Linked DNA regions of Mus musculus: region 1 is linked to region 2. Evidence: chromatin contacts called from public promoter capture Hi-C data. All regions are on one chromosome and are shown on one strand. The core of a region is the stretch at or near the end of the contact, and the rest is flanking DNA. Distances in the headings are between cores, read along the strand shown.

Region 1 (2,700 bases), core at 154-2,653, 120 kb after region 2:
AAAGATCTTCACTGTCCAAAAGTGGGGGTTTTATTTATTTTAAAAGACAGGATCTTTTAAATAGCTTCAACTGTCCTCAAATTCACTATATGCTGGCTTTGAACGTGTTATCATTTGCCTCTACTTCCCAAATACTTATATTATGGGAATGCATGACCATGCCCAGCTTCAGAATGGACAACCTGAATTCCATCTCTAGGACCCAATTGTTAGCAGGACCTCTGTAGCATTCAAGGACCCCATGCGCACACGAATAAATACATGTAATTAAAATATTTTTAGCCAGGCAGTGGTGGCACACACCTTCAATCCCACAACTCAGGAGGTAGAGGCAGGTGAATCTCTGGAGTTTGAGGCCAGCCTGATCTACAGAGTGACGAGTTCCAAGACAGCCAGAGCTACACAGAGAAACCCAGTCTCAAATATCACCCAATCTTTGTAAATGAGTGCTCTCTCTGTATGTTTGCCTGCATGCCAGAAGAGGGCATCAGATCCTAGGATATGTGGTTGTGAGCCACCTCGTGATTGCTGGAATTGATCTCCATCTCTCTAGCCACCTGCCCCAATTTAAAAAAAAAAAAAAAAAAAAAAAGTTCAAATTTTAAGAAATTAAAATGTAAGCCGGGCGGTAGTGGTGCACGCCTTTAATCCCAGCACTTGGGAGGCAGAGGCAGGTGGATTTCTGAGTTCGAGGCCAGCCTGGTCTACAAAGTGAGTTCCAGGACAGCCAGGGCTGTACAGAGAAACCCTGTCTCAAAAAAACAAAAACTAACCCCTCCACGTTACCACCACTGACTGGGCCTGCACAGAGAGAGCTTGTCTGTCCTTTTGCTGATCGAGGGAGCGGCTCGATATGTAGACCAGGCTAGCCTGGAACTCACAATGCTCCTGTGTGAGCTTCCAGGTGCTGGGCTTACAGGTGTCAGTCACCACCATGCTCGGCTGGGGGCAGCTTTTAGGACATAACACAAATTTGCTTTGTATAACTTTGGATGTTGTTTCTGGTCTATCCTGCTTTTGCGTTTGAAACCAGATTTCACACACATTCTTCTGCCAACCAGTTCCCATATAGTTATGGTGATGAGAAATTACCTCTCACAGTTTCAAAATGAAAAGTGAAGGGCTTTGCTTTGATTTTTGTTTTCAGTAGTACTGGGGATTGAGTCCAGGGCCCTTTACCTGCTGGGCAGCTGACCTGAGGGGTCTCCCTGAGAGGCCAGAGAAGGCTCTAGCCCCTGAAGTGAGGATTTTAGGAAACAAAAATCCAAACAAACTGCCTATCTCCCCCCACGTACCAGACACGCAGCTTCTCCAGTTTTACAAATGGAGACAGTTTTGGTTCAAACACAGCTGTGGGTACTTTTGGTTTTGGACATTTCCTGGGGCATTTCTCCAGAGCCTGTTCAATTATCAAACACTGCTCAGGTTTCACAGAGAACTTGCCACTGCCTCTGTCTTGGAGATCAAATTGGAATCAGCTGCTGCTGAAGGGGGTTTCTTTCTCTAAGTTCTGAGCAGCATTCAGGTAAACAGAGTCACACAACCTCCGACTGAAGCGCAGCTATGTGAACCATGACACAGCTCAGGGCACCAGGCACAGTGTATAAGCAGCAGAACACGCAGCTCAGGGCACCAGGCACAGTGTATAAGCAGCAGAACACACAGCTCAGGGCACCAGGCACAGTGTATAAGCAGAAGAACACACAGCTCAGGGCACCAGGCACAGTGTATAAGCAGAAGAACACACAGCTCAGGGCACCAGGCACAGTGTATAAGCAGCAGAACACACAGCTCAGGGCACCAGGCACAGTGTATAAGCAGAACACCACGCAGCTCAGGGCACCAGGCACAGTGTATAAGCAGCAGAACACACAGCTCAGGGCACCACGCACAATGTATAAGCAGAAGAAGACACAGCTCAGAGGACCAGGCACAGTGTATAAGCAGAAGAACATACAGTACGGGAAGTACTTACTGTACAATAAAAAATAAAAATTCAGCAACATCTTCGACATAAAACTCAGGCAATGCTGCAAATACCTTGGGGACTTCTGAATTCAAAGGCAGTGTTACGCTGTAGAGGAGAAAAACCCCACAATTTACAAATGCTATCATGGAACACTGATTACCTGGGGTGTTGTACTTCCAAATGCCCCATGTGGAAAGAGCAGCCCTCACTGTGTAACACATGTGTAAAAGTGCACAGGCAAACGACTGACCCGCAGTGTGCAGAAAGGATGAGGAAGGCCTGGGCGTGTTTTGTAAGTGTTTGCCTCATCTTCTTTTCTTGCCAGACTTAAGGAAGTAGTTAAAATGGGAAAGAAACCCAAAGGTCGAATTTGGTCATTTCAAGCAACTCATACTGGGTGGATAAAGCCAGCATATACTTTATATAAGCTTTTCCAGTCTTTTAGGAACACAGGCCAAACTAACCAATACCTGTGACCTAGGGGGTTCACAGAACGTAAGAGACCTGACTTAAACAACAACAGTGACTGTCGGTGTCCTCGGCTCTCCGAGACTTGGTGCTCAGGAGGCTCAGGAGCCTGTCACCTCTAGCACTTTGCTTCCAATTTATAAACTTCCTTTTCTAGCCATCCAATGTTATAGCAAAATTTTAAAACTGACAGCCACTAAAAAACACATGGGGAAATATTAATCTAGCTTCATATGTATTTATGCATAACTATAAAAATTCTC
Region 2 (2,700 bases), core at 77-2,576:
TATAACTGAATGCACTGTCTTATCATCCTGTGCCTCTGGAGACAAAGCTCAGGCCCTGTGTGGCAGGTTAAGTGCTACTATCCCATTAGCTACATCCTGGGGCCCTGGGTTTCATAAAATAGAAAAGGACATTAAATGTAAAAGCTTGAAAATCCATACAAAAAGACCAACGTGTGGATACTTCATTCCTCCTTAGAATAGGTAACAAAATACCCATGGAATAAGTTACAGATACAAAGTTTGGAGCTAAGTCGAAAGGATGGACCATCCAGAGACTACCCTACCCCACCCCATCCATCCCATAATCAGCCACCAAACCCAGACACTATATTGCATATGCCAGCAAGATTTTGCTAAAAGGACCCTGTTACAGTTGTCTCGTGTGAGGCTATGCCAGTGCCTGGCAAATACAGAAGTGGATGCTCACAGTCAACTACTGGATGGAACACAGCACCCCCCCCCCCCATGGAGGCGCTAAAGAAAGGAGAAGCTAGAGAAAGTACCCAAGGAGCTGAAGGGGTGTGCAACCCTATAGGTGGAACAAGAACATGAACTAACCAGTACCCCCAGAGCTCGTGTCTCTAGCTGCATATGTAGCAGAAGATGGCCTAGTCGGCCATCACTGGGAAGAGAGGCCCCTTGGTATTGCAAACTTTATATGCCCCAGTACAGGGGAACGCCAGGGCCAAGAAGCGTGAGTGGGTGGGTAGGGGAGCAGGGCGGGGGCAGGGTTTAGGGAACTTTCAGGATAGCATTTGAAATGTAAATAAAGAAAATATCTAATAAAAAAAAAGAAAATCCGTACAAAAATACAAAGAAAAGGATACTTGGCACACAACTATCTTCAGATGAAAGAGCAGGAAGAGACTGAGAAATCAGAATTCCCCTGTTTCACTTACCCCTCCTCCCCAGTGATAAACCACACTTAAAGATCATGCCAAGGCTTATTTCAGGAAGATTTTATTTCTTTAATATTACAAACTAACTCTCCCTTTCTGAGAAGGCAGTCTCACACCCAGACAATCTTCAAGCATGGTTTTAAGAAATTGAGAGAAAAATCAGAGTTCATCAACAAGAAGATTCACAACTTCTCTTTACAGTAATAATAGGAAAAAACGATACATTTCACAACCTAAAGTGGGCCACACCTAGAGCAGAGCTTAAAATGATATCAATCAGACAGGTATGAAAATCATTTGTAACGAATCTGTCTCCAACAGTACAGAACACAAGCTTGCTTTACACTGAACCTAAAACGTCTTCATCACACTGCAGTAGGCCCCAGGAAGCTTCCTCTGCTCGAAGGCTTCTGTGTAAATCATTAAGGCAAGTCAACAAAGGACCAGGAAGGCACCCGCTACAGCAGTGACCACGGGAAGCCCACGCAACTGCTTATAATCTGATAGCATTTAAAAAGTCAGGCATCGCGGTAACAGACCCAGTGTTTTGTTTTTAGTATCTTACATCTAAAGCACAAAGGTCAGTTCAAGTCACTTCAATGTAATAAACAATTCCTATTTGTCGTGTTACCTATGAAAGGAGAAACAATGTGCTATGCTAGAAGGATCAGAAGCAAGAGTAGAGGAAAAGCCCTTTGGTTTTAATTTATTAACCAGATTTTGTAACTGTCCATAGAATTAACAGTCTGCTCTGGAAAACCTTATCCAATAAAGTAGGACTCTACTACAGGCCTGGTAATGCCAGTTCCCACGTATGAACACTTCTCTCCATTTCACAATGATAACACCTAGGAATATTTTCAGAATAAAATAATGCTTTAATGAAGACAAGTTTTCTTTGGTCTTGTTTAAGCTGAGGGGGAGATACCACTATATTAAAACAAAACCAAAAAGTAAACAAACAAAAAGACAAGCTGAGCCTGCTAACACACACCTCTAACTCCAGCAACTGTGGAAGCTGATGCAAAAGGATTCCAAGTTCGAGGCCAGTGTGGGCAAATCGAGGAGACGCCGTCTTAATAAAGGAATAAGACCCCACAAAAGCATGATGGTGGTTTATACTTGTTCAGTGAGTCTAACAAGCTATTTTGTACACACAGTTTTCTAAGGTAAGTGCTCTCAAATGCAAGAAAAGATACTGCTAGCAGTGAATTCTTTTCTTTTCTGGTTGCCTAGAAAAGCAAGGGTTTCTTTAATGTCTGGTATTTCAGTCATACAAGGGCACTTGGATTAGCAGAAGAACAAAGGTGATTCTTTGGAATATCTCTGGGGGCAAAATGCCACCCACATGTGTACAGGAAAACAGTACAAAACTTTTCACTGTAATGTTGGCATCGAGGAGTGAGCTTACTTCAGTGTTTAATAGGAAAGGAAAGCATTTATCTGTAACAAAGTGAGCCTCTATGGACCTGAAATATCTTCTGTCAAGTTAGAGCCTAAGTAATTAACACTTTAAGTTTCAAAAAAATGAATTTTTGACAAACACCCAGGTAGTATAATTATGTGTGAAGAAGAAAGAGTTACAGAGACAAACTGAAGTGACTGACTTGAGCCTACCAAGAATACATTCAGACCAAATGGCACAGAGATTGTCGTCTCGATGAAGTCAACACACAGCAGGCCTCACTCGCCCAAGTTGAATCTGCCATATAAACTGTCACTGAAGACTAGAACTGTTCTAGCTAGGAAAGGAGACGGATCTTCCCCCCAATTTTTTAAGGAAAAAAAACATGTTGGAAGC

What was found. Capture Hi-C pulls out chosen DNA fragments and counts their contacts.
Region 1: a promoter capture Hi-C map of adipose tissue shows a contact between it and region 2. The contact joins two enhancer-like sites. A contact is called at or near these places in 4 of 484 Hi-C or Micro-C datasets (bone marrow-derived macrophages, embryonic stem cells and nephron progenitors), 1 of 115 datasets of contacts at active chromatin or transcription factors (embryonic stem cells) and 4 of 9 other capture datasets (adipose tissue, embryonic stem cells, liver and 1 more).

The regions. Positions count from the first base shown.
Region 1 is chr4:149,348,683-149,351,382 of GRCm38.p6, forward strand. Ube4b (ubiquitination factor E4B) reads right to left here. Exons shown (of 27, transcript NM_022022.3): 19 at 1,976-2,074. Among named protein-coding and RNA genes, the nearest start is that of Ube4bos3, 15 kb to the left of the region's middle. Within about 2 kb of position 1,404, at least 16 of the 459 cell types and tissues checked have an H3K27ac peak or open chromatin away from gene starts, as enhancers often do. A contact at or near this core is called in adipose tissue, where this site is marked.
Region 2 is chr4:149,232,790-149,235,489 of GRCm38.p6, forward strand. All of the region lies in intron 22 of Kif1b (kinesin family member 1B), which reads right to left. Among named protein-coding and RNA genes, the nearest start is that of Pgd, 67 kb to the left of the region's middle. Within about 2 kb of position 1,327, at least 14 of the 459 cell types and tissues checked have an H3K27ac peak or open chromatin away from gene starts, as enhancers often do. A contact at or near this core is called in adipose tissue, where this site is marked.